Linked DNA regions of Mus musculus: region 1 is linked to region 2. The links are chromatin contacts, called in public HiChIP or PLAC-seq maps. All regions are on one chromosome and are shown on one strand. The core of a region is the stretch at or near the end of the contact, and the rest is flanking DNA. Distances in the headings are between cores, read along the strand shown. Region 1 holds the start of Timm23 (translocase of inner mitochondrial membrane 23). Region 2 overlaps Ankrd28 (ankyrin repeat domain 28).

Region 1 (6,460 bases), core at 299-2,798, 420 kb before region 2:
GTACGCATCCACTTCTGTTCACTGCTGCCTGCAGCAGGGTCTAAGTGTAAAGCATCCCCCATCTAGACCAACTCCTTTAGTCCTGAGATTTCAACCAGGTTTTCTTTTCCATTTTCCATACACCAAACATATACAGACAGTTCAAGAAAACAAGACTAACCAAGTCCTTGCCTTACCCCGCCCCTTCACACAACTGAACACTCTTTAATAGCCTCTCACTGCCCTGAAAATGTAAAATTCAAGATCCTTAGTACTGTCCACACTTACTCAGCAGAGTAGGATCACTGTCCTAATTCTCTGCAGCCCATCTCTCACCATTCCACCGTTGATTCTGCGCACCCACTGCATATCTGAAGTACCTCTTTACTTTCTTCTCCAGTACTCACAGTAAGTACCAAACCTTCTGGACTACCATAACTAACTTAAGTATACTTAATTCCTACCAAAACAATGGCTCCTTCATGAACAACAACATCCATTACTCTCTGTTACAGGTATTTGACTTGTGCTATTGTTTCTCTCTCCTCACAGATTTCAAGGTACGAAAGAAGAGACCAAGTTCCTCGTGTTCAACATCGTGTGCCAGGGACAAATACAATCCAGCAAGCTAAGGCTAACAGCTCTGCACTCTGGAAGTCAGCTCTCACTGAGTCTACTGCAACAACTTTCTTTACGATTTTTGGAGACTGAAGCGCCCTTCTGCTTCACATACACAACTAGACTTCCTTAACAGGGCAAATTCTCTATCCAAGCTGAGGAAAGTATCCCGGGGAGGTCCGGTAACTACCTGTCCAACAAAGTTTTCCACAACACACATGCCACTAGTAAAACTGTAGCGCCTCTCATTGGAGTGGCATCTAGTGATTGAACATCGGGGTCATCAGAGTGGTGGAAACAAGATCAGTTAGGAGTGACTGGAGTCTCCTGGTCCTCACACTGAAACAAGGACAAAGATTTTTTTTTTCCCACGTACCAAACGAGGTGGCGTTGCCTCTGTGCGGTCCCGCCCGCCCCGAGACGCAGGCTGGCGAGGACGGAGGGACCCTGAACTGGACGGGAGCGTCCTTGGGGTCGAGAACACGCCTCTGCCTGCCAGGGAAGCTCCGGGAGTCCGAGGCAGTCGGCGCAGAAGTTCCAGCGGCGCCCCAGCGGGGCCGCTTCGTGCAGGGCTCCCAGCCGGGGCCCGCACTCATGCTGGGACCCGCAGCACACAGTCCCCGGGCCGGCCCGGGCGGAGAGCCTCATTCACTAACCCGGACAGGGACGGACTGCGCCTCCTTCTCGGCGCGCCGCGCACCATTCCCTCTCCGCAGCGGCCCGCCTGGAGGCTGCCACTCCTCGGGCCTTCGAGCGAGACCCTCGCTGCGCAGCCGCTTGCCTCCGCTCGGCAGCAGGGAGCCCACCAGCCCCGGGACGCGCCGCTTCCACTCGGCTCGAGATCGGGCTCCGGCTCCAGGCTCACTTTCCCACCACCGGAAAGCAGCCGTCTCGCGCTTCCCACTTCCGGGCCGCACACAGCCGTAAAGCGGAAGTGCGATACTTCACGGGAGCCGGCGCCCGGAAGGTCAGCGTGGTGAAGGTGGCAGGAGCAACGCGGGTCTTCCCGCTGTTGCTTGTCGCGGCCACGGCCGAGCATACGTCCCCGGCCTGAGGTGGTGGTGGCGAGCCCACCGCCGTTTGCTGCGACCTCATGGAAGGTGGCGGAGGAAGTAGCAACAAATCCACCAGCGGGTTAGCTGGCTTCTTCGGAGCCGGAGGAGCGGGTTACTCGAACGCTGATTTGGCCGGCGTCCCGCGTGAGTATCGGGCCTCGCCTGCTCCCCTTTCTGACTCCTTCCTGGGACAGCTAGAAATGTGTAACGTTCCTGTCCCTTTTCCTGCTCGCCTTTACGAGATTCACCGCCGGTGATTGGGTTTCAAGGCTGAACGAATTTGGGGGATCGTAAATCCCCGGGAAGCTCTTTTAGTGACCTAGTTTCGAGAGGAAACACAAAATGTCCTCCTCTTTAGTGCCCCGTCCCGTCTTTTCTCGTCACACGCTTTTCTGTATGCTTGGCCCTGTTAGGAGACCCTAGTTCTAGAAATAAACATTCCAAATAACAAGCGCGCTATTAATTTTTTTTCACACGGCTTTTAAATATTTCTAAACCAGTTAGGCGAAAACATTTTTCGTTCTTTGTGCGTGTGAGAGACAATTCAGGAAATCAGAAGGAGCTGGGGAAGCAAACGAAACTTTTAAGAGATTTTTAAACAAGAAAAAAGAGCCAAATTCTGAAAGCGATATAAGCAAATTCAAAGATGCAGAGGCATGAATTCCCAGCCTGTTGGCCCTTCTCAATCACCTAAGTATGTCTTTCAGGCTTTTAATGTTTTGTAATTATGGATATTCGACTGGATAAGTAGAGCTTGGGAGTTAATGTTTAATAACACTTTACTAAAGTGTTTCTTCTTGCTAATCCTCTAAGTAAAACCTTTACACTTAAAAACATTCAGAAAGCCGTTTGATAACCCTAATGTCTGCTGTCAAAACTTGAGTCCAGGACACAATTTATGTGTATCTTAGGATATCTCAGTTGCATAACATGAAGGGCACTACTTAAGGTGAGAGAGTACACATACTACTGAGGAGAGTAACGTGAGGACACAGAAGTTAGTGATAGATGACATGGCAATTGAAATAGGACCCTGAGATGGTGGTGGTGGTGATGGGCCGTGAAGGTTGTTGGAGAACAGGTTAGAGAAAACAGCTTGGGAGTTGAAGTTAGAGCTGTGACCTGAATTTAGCAACAAGTGCTTGAGAGACAGAACAAACCTGCTGTGTTTCTTGAGAAGCTATTGGGTCAGTTTGTCTTTAGAGTTGCAAGGGAATGAACTGATACAAGATTGATTGTAAGAGTTGAGAGGCAAGCCGGGCGTGGTGGCACACGCCTTTAATCCCAGCACTCGAGAGGCAGAGGCAGGCGGATTTCTGAGTTCGAGGCCAGCCTGGCCTACAAAGTGAGCTCCAGAACAGCCAGGGCTACACAGAGAAACCCTGTCTCGAAAAACCAAAAAAAAAAAAGAGTTGAGAGGCAGGAAACAGCAACAAATACAAGCTTTTATAAGCAAGGAAGGGGGGATTAGATTTGATCTAATTGTAGATGAAAGCCATTAGGGCTGATTTCATAATTTCTACAGAGAAAGTGTGTTGAAGGGATAAGAGAAAGTAAGAAATGGTTGGTATGAGATGGGATGCTTGTGTAACAATTGGAAGTCTGAAATAACAGGACTTAAAATTGATCAATAGGCTGGGCGTGGTGGCGCACGCCTTTAATCCCAGCACTTGGGAGGCAGAGGCAGGCGGATTTCTAAGTTCAAGGACAGCCAGGGCTACACAGAGAAACCCTGTCTCGAAAAACCAAAAAAAAAAAAAAAAAAAAAAAAAAGAATTGATCAATAGAATCATGCTTAGTGCATACATTTGTGAGCAATCAACCAAGATACAAAAGGACCCCAAATAGTATATTTAAAATCTATGAACATTAATTTTTCTTGCTAGATTATTTTTTGTTTTCAAAGTTGGTAGATTTAAAGTTAACCTGAAAGTCTGTATTTTCTGTTCCATTAAGCTTCATCTCTGGGTGAAAGCAGAGAGTCTCCTTGCCGTAATAAAGAGATTCTGTTAGCAAGATTGTTAGAAATGTGATGTGGACGATCTGCTTTGATAGACTTTTCTACAATCAAAAACCTAGGACTAGAGAGATGGCTCAGTGGTTAAGAGCACTAACTGCTCTTCCGGAGGTCCTGAGTTCAATTCCCAGCAACCACATGGTGGCTCACAACCATCTGATGCCCTCTTCTGGTGTGTCTGAAGACAGCTATAGTGTACTCACATGCATAAAAAAAATAAATAAATCTTTAAACAAACAAACTAACTAACCCAACTACTATTTTCCCTGAGAGACTGCTTATACTTGGCTGTTATGCTAGTTAAGGAAACTGCTTATACATACATACATACATACATACATACATACATACAAACATAGGTGGGGAGGAGTGGGTATGGGCACTTTGTGCCAAGCCTGGTGTCCTGTGTCCAATCCCTAGAACCAAACTGGTAGGTGGAAGGGACTCCAGTGAGCCCTCCACATGCACACTAGCACACACACAAACTAAAGGAAATGTGTGAATGTGAAAAGGAAGGGTAAACATAAACCAAAACAGGAATAACACTAAGCTAATTTTTCTAGGAGTTTTATGATTTGATATTAGTGCCAATATCTTATGAAAATGTAGGGCATGGGGCAAGGCCTAATTCCCAAAGAAAATTTACATTCATTGAGTTTCACAGTGTGTAACCGTTAGCTGAGTCCTATATGAAATCTTTGTGTGGATTTTGTTGCGATGTGACATTCTGTTTTCTCTCTAGTGACTGGTATGAACCCCCTGTCTCCTTATTTAAATGTGGATCCACGCTATCTCGTTCAGGTAAGATAAAGCTTTTACTAGTTTAAAGGTGTGCACCACCACAACTTCTTCAACCTATTAAATGACATCCACAGAACATCCACAGCTAATGTCATTCTTGACAATAAGAGACTGAGTCATGATCCCTCAAGATCAGGGGCGATACAGACATTTCCATTCTCTCTACTTCTCAGAATTGTCTAGGCAGCATAGCTAAAAATACAATATAAACTAAGTGGAATTTGCTGAAGCTTGGTGGTGCATGCCCATAAGCCCGGTACTTGGGAGGCAGGCGGAGCCTGAGTTTGAGGCTGCATAAATATGCTGTGACCCTGTCTTTGGGAGAAGCAGAGGGAGCTGCTCAGTGGCACACGCCCTCACTCCTAGCACTGGGAGGCAGAGGAGCAGATCGCTGGTGTGGAAGCCAGCTTATGATAACAGAGCGGGTTTCAGGACAGCCAGGGCTAGTCAGAGAAATCTTCTCTGGGGGGAAAAAAAAATCTTAACTACAAAAATTTGAAGAAAAGCAAGCAAACCTTTTTAAATTAATGAATTAATTTGTTGTAGAGTTGTAGAATGTACGATCTATAGATATAAATCAATCTTATTTCTATACAATAGCAGTGAGCACTCTAAAATTAAAATTAGGGAAATATTCCAGAGCTACATATAAAGATCCTGTTTCAAAAAAACAAAAAAAGAATTAAATAATGAAAAGACATTCCATCATCTTGGGAAATTTAGCATTGATACACTGGCAACAGTCTCTAAACTGACCTACAGATTCAGTGCAATTCCTATCAAAATCCATATGTTTGTGCAAAACATGTAGACCTGATACTTGTGAAAATAAATGAATGAGATGATTTATCAACCTAAAACCTTTTACTGATGCCAAGTTACTAAGGCACGTGTGGGTCAATGCAATAGAACTGAGACGAGAAGTAAGCCTTCACTTCAGCTGCAGTCAGCTTCTCAGTGAGGGTGTCAAGGCAATGAAGACAGGGACATCAGCATTTTCTGAAATGATACAGACAACTAGAGTGAATGTGAAAATGAGTGAAATTGAACCTCACACCATGTGCACTGGTAACTCAGATCAACAGGTAACGTTGTGAGCCCCTTAGAATAAATCACAGGTCCCAGTGGCTGTGACTAAATTAAAAAATACGTCTTTGCTATGCCACTAAGAGGACAAGTAATAAAGGGAAAAGTGACGGTTAAATCTAGTCGAAATTTAATTTTTTCTGTATGCTTGAGACAGTATCGAGAGAGAGACAAGAGACCTGGGCATGGTGGTACATTCCTTAAATCTCAGCATGTAGTAGGCAGAGACCGGTGTATGTCTGTTGAGTTCCAGGGCAGCCAGAGCTACGTGGAGATAGCCTGTCTCAAAAACATAAGAGAAAAACGGCAACAGGGCAGCCTGAAAGCTGGGGAAAATATGTCTGAAACATCTGAAAATGATTTGAAAGTTTTACATTGAAGAGAAAAAAAAAATCAGTTATAAAATTGCATTGGATCTGAATAGCTATGTCTTCATGAAGCTATACAAATGTCTAAAAATCACATTAATTAAATATAGTCATAGGTGAAAGGTCACCTTACATATACCAACATACAGAAAGGAGATTGGGAAGCTAGTAGGAATGTCAAGTGATACCAGGCATGGTGGTGCACCTGCACTCCCAGCACACAGGCAGGAAGATCCTTCACTACTTAGTAACTGAGAATGATGATGTTGACATTTTGTTTTGAGCAGATGGGTGGGTTGCTTCTCCCTCCCTGCCCCCTTCCACCACAGCTTCCCCACCCCCCCAGATGGGTCTTGCTGTGTAGCTCTGGCTGCCCTTTCTCACTCACTGTAGATCAAGCTGACCTTGAGGTCAGAGAGATCCTCCTGCTTCTGCCTTCCAAATGCTGCAATTCAAGGTGTGTGCCACTACTTTTGCCTGAGCCTTATATTCTTGAGAGTTGCCCTCTCTCAGAAAGAAAAAAGCTAGGACTGCTA
Region 2 (6,364 bases), core at 3,807-6,306:
TTTTTTTTTAAAATAAGGGAACCATTTGAAAAATCCATAGTAAAATTAAGGTGGTGGATAGTTTGTCATATAATTTAAGTGAGTTTAAACAAATTCCAAAAAATATCTTGTGACACACTACTCAGTTAAAGAGTGTGTGTGTGTGTGTGTGTGTTAACAATGTCTCATTATGTAATTCTAGGCTGGTCATGAGCTCTTGGCAAAACACCTTCCCCAGCTTCCCAAATTTTAGGATTATGGGCATGTGCCAACACACCTAATTTACTTTTTTTTTTTTTTACCCTCTCAAGGAGAATGTTCAAAACCTATGCCTTACTGTATTTTCTTAAAATAATGTTTCAGTTACCACCTTAAAAACATTTTAGATGTTCTGAAGCTAAGAGTGGTGGCATATGTTTTTAATCCCAGAATTCAGGGGGCAGAAGCAAAAGAATCTTTGGGAATTTGAGGCCAATCTGGTTCACATAGTGAGTTCTAGGACATCTATGGCTATGTATGTAGAGAGACCATGTCTAAATAAAACCAACAAAAGAGAAGAAGAAAGAAAAGATGTTTTGATACTATAGGTGATAGATTTGTCAAACTAAAGACCTTATACATTCTAGGCAAGCTGTCTACCCTCAAGCACACAGATGATATTGTAGTTTAAATAACATCCAACTCCCGCAACACACAATTTCTTAAATTGTCTTTTTCTCCTGTCCTATAGCCATTCACACCTTTATGACAAAAACTTTTTTAGTAAATACTATATTTATATAGTATTTATATATATTTGCATATACCTAGTAAATACTATATTTACATTTCTGCTTTTAAAGGTACCAAATGGTTTATTAACATTTCTTAATTGAATGAGTTGAGTAGTTTGGTGTCAAGACTTTATTTGGGATTATAACAAGGTTGTAGTTCAGAGAAGAAGGTGAGCATAAATGTCTACCCATCTTGGAGTCTGCTCAGATTATCTGACAGTGTGTTTGTGTTCACATATGAATGCAGATGCTCTCAAAGGTATTAGATCCACCAGAGCTAGAGACAGCATCTGCGAGCTTCCTGTGGTTGGTGTTAGGAGCAGAACGTGGATCTTCTGCAAGAGCAGTTTACCTCTGGGCCAGTTTTCTAGCACTATTTTATAGCTTTTGAGGAATAAATTTATAAATTAATTTTATAACCCAGTGAATGTAGAAGAGTGGTTCTTAGCCTTCCTAAAGCTGCCATCCTTTAGTACAGTTCCTCATGTCATAGTGACCTCCAACCATAAAATGATTTCATTGCTACTTCATAACTATCATTTTGCTAGTGTTATAAATTATAGCGTAAATATCTGATATGCAGGATTTCTGACATGCATCCCCTACAAAATGGTCACTTGACCTGAAAGGGGTTGCTACCCACAGGCTGGGAAGCACTTGTTTAGAGTGTCGCCATAACAAAGATAAAGGGCTTTGGCTTACAGGTTTACTTTTTAGCAGTGAGTCTCAATATATGCAGTCTTCAAGTTTTGGTAATGGGTGCTATTGTCAGTTAACCTTTCTGGGCCTTACTTTTCTTAATTATAGGATGATATTTCAGTTCAGAAAAATGAGAGTCATGGCTCTCAGGAATATGGTTACTCTGAAATATGTGAGCTGTGAAGATGAGAATAAATAAGCCATAATCTTGCTATGGCTTAGTTGGTCTGTTGTTGCTTTTTAAAAACATCACAAGCCAAAATAAAAACAACAACAACAATAACAACACACACACACACACACACACACCCCTACCTTCTCCTGGGCTTGGGAGTCTAGCTCAGTGTTAGAACACTTACCTAACATGTGAAAGACCTGAGTTCAATCCCTAACACTCAAACTTTCTGTGTAGTAACTAAGACATCCTCCCTCCCTCCCTCCCTTTCTCTTTCCCTCACTCTCTGTTTTATTCCATGTAACATAAGTATTGCGCTGTGTTTTTAGAAATCCCTACAAAGGAGCAAATATATAACTCAGTGGATAGAGTACTTGCTTAGCCTTTGTAAGGCTCTTGGAGTTCAGTCTCCAGCACTGCAGGGGCAGAGGGGATTTTAAGTATCAGATACATGTGTATTTTGTGGCATGTTATATCTTAAATAACTTTTTTATTCTGCATTAAGGTGGTTTTCATATTCTAACTGATGTTCCATAAGATCTTCCTATGCATGTTTTATGAGCTTCATATTTTTCACTTATGTCAACATTTTAGCAAGTAGAAATGCTACCCAAAAAGTTTACAAGGCGTATTCATTGCTGTTAATAGCTGTCAGCAGGTTTTTGTATGTTTGTTTTTTCCTCTAGAAAAATTGTTGTAGTTTACATCTTTCACTGTCTTATGGTTTCTGTTAGAGTTCTGCAGTAGTTTACTGCTGGTTATCTCGGCTATAGGGGCTGCTTGGTTTTAGGTTACCTTTTATGTTCACAGTGAGGTTTTTTAATGTATAAATTTGATTTCTACTTTGCAACTTTGTTTTAAATACGTATTTCATCATTTTGCAGATTAAAATGTTTTTGCTATAATATGGCACTCACGGTCCTTCATATCTTAGCCACTATCTAATTTCCTACCTTATTTTATATAGTCCTACTTTATATTCTATGGATAGAGAGGTTGCCAGGAAGCATTCTAGCTAACAGGATGGCACATATACAAAGGCAGAACTGTCATGGCATATTTTAAGTGCAACAAGTTGGCATATTCGAAACTTAAGACAGGGTAGTAATGGAAGTTGTTTTGCTTTTGCGCGCGTGCGTGCGTGCGTGCGTGTGTGTGTGTGTGTGTGTTACACCTCATAGAGGTCAAAGAAAACTTGTGGGCGTTGGTCCTCTCCATCCACCACATGGGTTCAGGGATCAAGCTTAGGTTGTCAGGCTTGCTATCAAGTCTTTACCCACTGAGCCATCTACTGGCTCTGAGACAAATATCCAGATGAGCTCAGTAGTGATATTTGACAGGTAGAACAACAAGAAATAGAAAGATCACCCAATTAGATGGCATATGATATAGGCAAGTATATTGGTAACATTTGCAGACCAAAGGGAAGGACTAAAAGAATGCTGTCTTTGCCCATCTTTCCTCTCAACACACAAGCAGGTATTCTGGAGATAACACTGAATGGGAAAGAAGCAATAGCCAACAATAGAGAAGACCTTGAGAAGCATGAGCTTAGGAAAACAGTGAGTTTTCTGTTTTAACATCAGAAGGTAAAAATGCCCTTTTTAGGGTAGTACAGATTGAAGAGTTATGCATAAGAACTTATTCAGAATCTGAATGAACACTTTGAAAAAATCTGCCTTTATTAGAATATAAACAAAAAAATTTTAATAAGGTTAAACAGCAAGTAGAGTCTTTTAGAAAATACCTAATATGCCAAAAGTAAAGGAAATGAAAGGGAAAACTGTTCTAATACACACATACTACTACTATATTTGAAAAGTAAATTTATTTCTTCATGTCTTAAGAAGTAGGTTGAAAGTAAGCCAAGCTACTTGAAGCCAGTTTGAATTAGAGGGTCTTTTATTTCCTTAATATAGTGTTACTCTCAAATCTCACTTTTGTTACTAGCTTTTGTTGTTGTTGTGTTTTGTTCTGCTGTCTTGCTGTGTAGCCCAGGCTGGCCTTGTTCATTTTCTTCCTGCTTCTGCCTCTTGAGTGGGATAATAGACATGTACCATAATACCCAGCTGAGTTGAGGTTATTCTAAACAGGCTAAATTCTGCCTGCTAAAAACAACTAAACACTGAAGAGATGGCTCATTGAGTCAGAGACTTAGCACGCTTACAGCAGAGCTGGGTTAAGTGCCAATCATCCACATGACAGCTCACAGCTGCCCGTGACTCCATTTCCAGGGGACCCCATGTCCTTTTTCTGGCTTCCATGAGCAACAGGCACTCACATGGTATACACATACATGCAAGTCTCACACATAAACATTAAATTCTTTAAAAAGGCTAAAGAAGGATTATTTACAATTCATGCTGTTTTCTGTGATTTGAAAATACCTGGGTAAATGTAGTATCACGTTACTGTACTGCAAAAGTTGAGAAGAACAGTTTGCAATTCAAAAACAAGTTGCTATGGTTACCCGGTGTTTGCTTTTTAAAGCAATAATTACACAAAATACCCAAAGAATTTCCTTTAGTACAGAAAGGTCGTAGCTTATGTGTATGCTAGTTATTCCACACACAAATTGAAACTGTATATATCACTTCCGTCCTAAAGTATCATTTGGAAAATACTAAAGAAAATGATTCATGTCTTTTTGAGCTGTAACAGGGTGGAGACATACTGAACACTATTTTAAAATTCAAGTAATGACTCAGATAGTTTAGGACATTTTTCTTATTCTTTAGTTCCTTTTATCAAATAATGCTGTAGTTCTACATAACAAATTTATGGTTAAAAGAACGAAAGTATTTTTCTGGTGTGTTTGTGATGTGAAGTCTTTTTAATACATTTTTATGGCTTTAATAACCTTATAAAAAGCCATGCTTATAACTGTTAATTCCATTAATTATAGCTTGTTTCAAACTTCTTAAAAACAAAGAAGATATCTTATTAGAGTCTATGACAAGTTCATTCTTAGCCAACAATCATTCTGGAATTTTTATTGTTTTCTTGACATATTCCTAATATCCAGCATCACAGGCATACCTAAACGCTTTTAAGACAATATAAGGTTAATTGTTATATTTTAATGGCCCTTTTATTTATAATAGGATATTATTTGTTCTTTAATATTAGGGCTATTTTAAACTGAAAATACTTTATATTTAAAGTAGAAGCTGGATTAAATAGTAAAGGGTCTTATCACAGTAGCAGTAATTGAAATACTATGCTGTAAAAGGTTGAGTGCTTTAGTTACTGCTGTGACCATAGGAAGTGGCTCACTTTCTCCTTTCTGCTTTTCTCTCAGTCAGACTTAGTATGGACTCTAGGATAACTCCAGCCATAAGATACTCAGCACATTTCACAACATCATTATCAAATATGCTGTTGTCCAGTAGGAGGGGACATTTCCCTCTATCTCTCCCTTTTTAGGTTAAAAAAAGAGAGACTTTCCTAGAAACACTACAGATGACTTTCCTTTGCATGTGACAGAGCAAGCTGGCTCAGAGCATGTCATTTCCCAAATGAGTCACTTACTAGGTAGAATAGAATTACCATGATCACCTTACACTATTCAAGATTTCTCCAAGTCATGTGGAATATAGAAATGGCATCCAAACAAAACTAAAGGTAGTCTGTAAGAAGGAAGGGTCAGTGGTGGTTAGCTAAGTAGGCAACAAGTAGCAAGCCACATATTACATAGAAAAGTCAAGCCTTGTCATTTTCTTCCAGGGTTAATTTTCCCACCAATTTAAATGATTCACAACACACCGATAATGGAGGGTTCTAGAGTTTTGTTTTTGTTTTTTGTTTTTTTCTTTTTTTAAAGCAGGAGAAAACAGATTGAAACAAAGCATTGTATAAATGTCACAAGAAAAACGTCAAGTATATGAAAACAATATATTTACAAATAGGAAATAGGAAAATTACTCTTTAATTTTTTTGGTCACATGCAATGACAATTTCATTTTCAAATGTTTCCTGTTAACCTACCCTATGAAAACCATCCTCCTTTCTGCACCCTCGTGATCATAATTCATCAGTTAATACCCCTTTCACCTGTTGAACGGGGCCCCTGAGCTCATTCTGTAGCTTGGCTGCTGCTATCACTGGACTGTGATAGTGATAGATATGTAGTGTCTCTGTTATATGCTGACTTTGACTTCTTTGGGTATATACTGCTGAGTGATGTAGACGGGTCATACAGTTCTATTTTTAATTTCCTGAGGAACCTCTCTGTTGATTTCCATAGTGGCTGGATTAATTTACATTACCATACATACGCAGTATATAAGGGTGCCGTGTCCTAACATTCCTAGCATTTGTTGTGTTTGTAGGTTATTGCTTTGGTTTTGGACAAGGTGTAGCTCTACTCCAGGCTGATTCCCTCCTCTATCCCCTGGATCCACTTGGTTTCTGTTTCTCATTAGAAAAGAAAAGTCTTCTAAGAGATAACAACTAAACATGACAAAATAAAATAAAACATGATGAAGCAAAAACCAACCATATCAGAGTTGGACACAGCAACCCATCAGGAAGAAGAGCCCCAAGGGTGGGCACGAGAGTCAGAGTTCTCATAAGCAGGAGTCCCATGAAAATACTAAGCCAATAGCTACAATTTACGCACAGAGGACCTGGTGCAGACCCTTGCAGGCCCTGTGCTTGCTGCTTCAGTTCAGTCTCTGTGAGCTCGTATGTGCCTGGTTGGTTCAGGGCGCCTTGTTCTCCTGGTGTCCTCCATCCC

Evidence for each region. HiChIP or PLAC-seq counts read pairs in DNA pulled down with a chosen protein or histone mark.
Region 1: an H3K4me3 HiChIP or PLAC-seq map of bone marrow-derived macrophages shows a contact between it and region 2, with 2.7 times the contacts expected there. The contact joins the promoter of Timm23 here to the enhancer-like site in region 2. A contact is called at or near these places in 10 of 39 promoter capture datasets (the 3T3-L1 cell line, the C10 cell line, the HPC-7 cell line and 5 more), 33 of 484 Hi-C or Micro-C datasets (B cells, the C10 cell line, the C2C12 cell line and 22 more), 11 of 115 datasets of contacts at active chromatin or transcription factors (the HPC-7 cell line, the NIH/3T3 cell line, astrocytes and 7 more) and 2 of 9 other capture datasets (adipose tissue and liver).

The regions. Positions count from the first base shown.
Region 1 is chr14:32,196,979-32,203,438 of GRCm38.p6, reverse strand. It overlaps Timm23 (translocase of inner mitochondrial membrane 23), which reads left to right and starts at 1,548. Exons shown (of 7, transcript NM_016897.3): 1 at 1,548-1,796; 2 at 4,412-4,470. The coding sequence starts at 1,691. Parg (poly (ADP-ribose) glycohydrolase) reads right to left here and starts at 1,468. Exons shown (of 18, transcript NM_011960.3): 1 at 974-1,468. The coding sequence starts at 1,193.
Region 2 is chr14:31,784,558-31,790,921 of GRCm38.p6, reverse strand. The region is part of intron 1 of Ankrd28 (ankyrin repeat domain 28); the gene reads left to right. Among named protein-coding and RNA genes, the nearest start is that of Ankrd28, 43 kb to the left of the region's middle. Within about 2 kb of position 5,056, at least 45 of the 459 cell types and tissues checked have an H3K27ac peak or open chromatin away from gene starts, as enhancers often do. A contact at or near this core is called in the C2C12 cell line, the NIH/3T3 cell line, bone marrow-derived macrophages and 4 more, where this site is marked.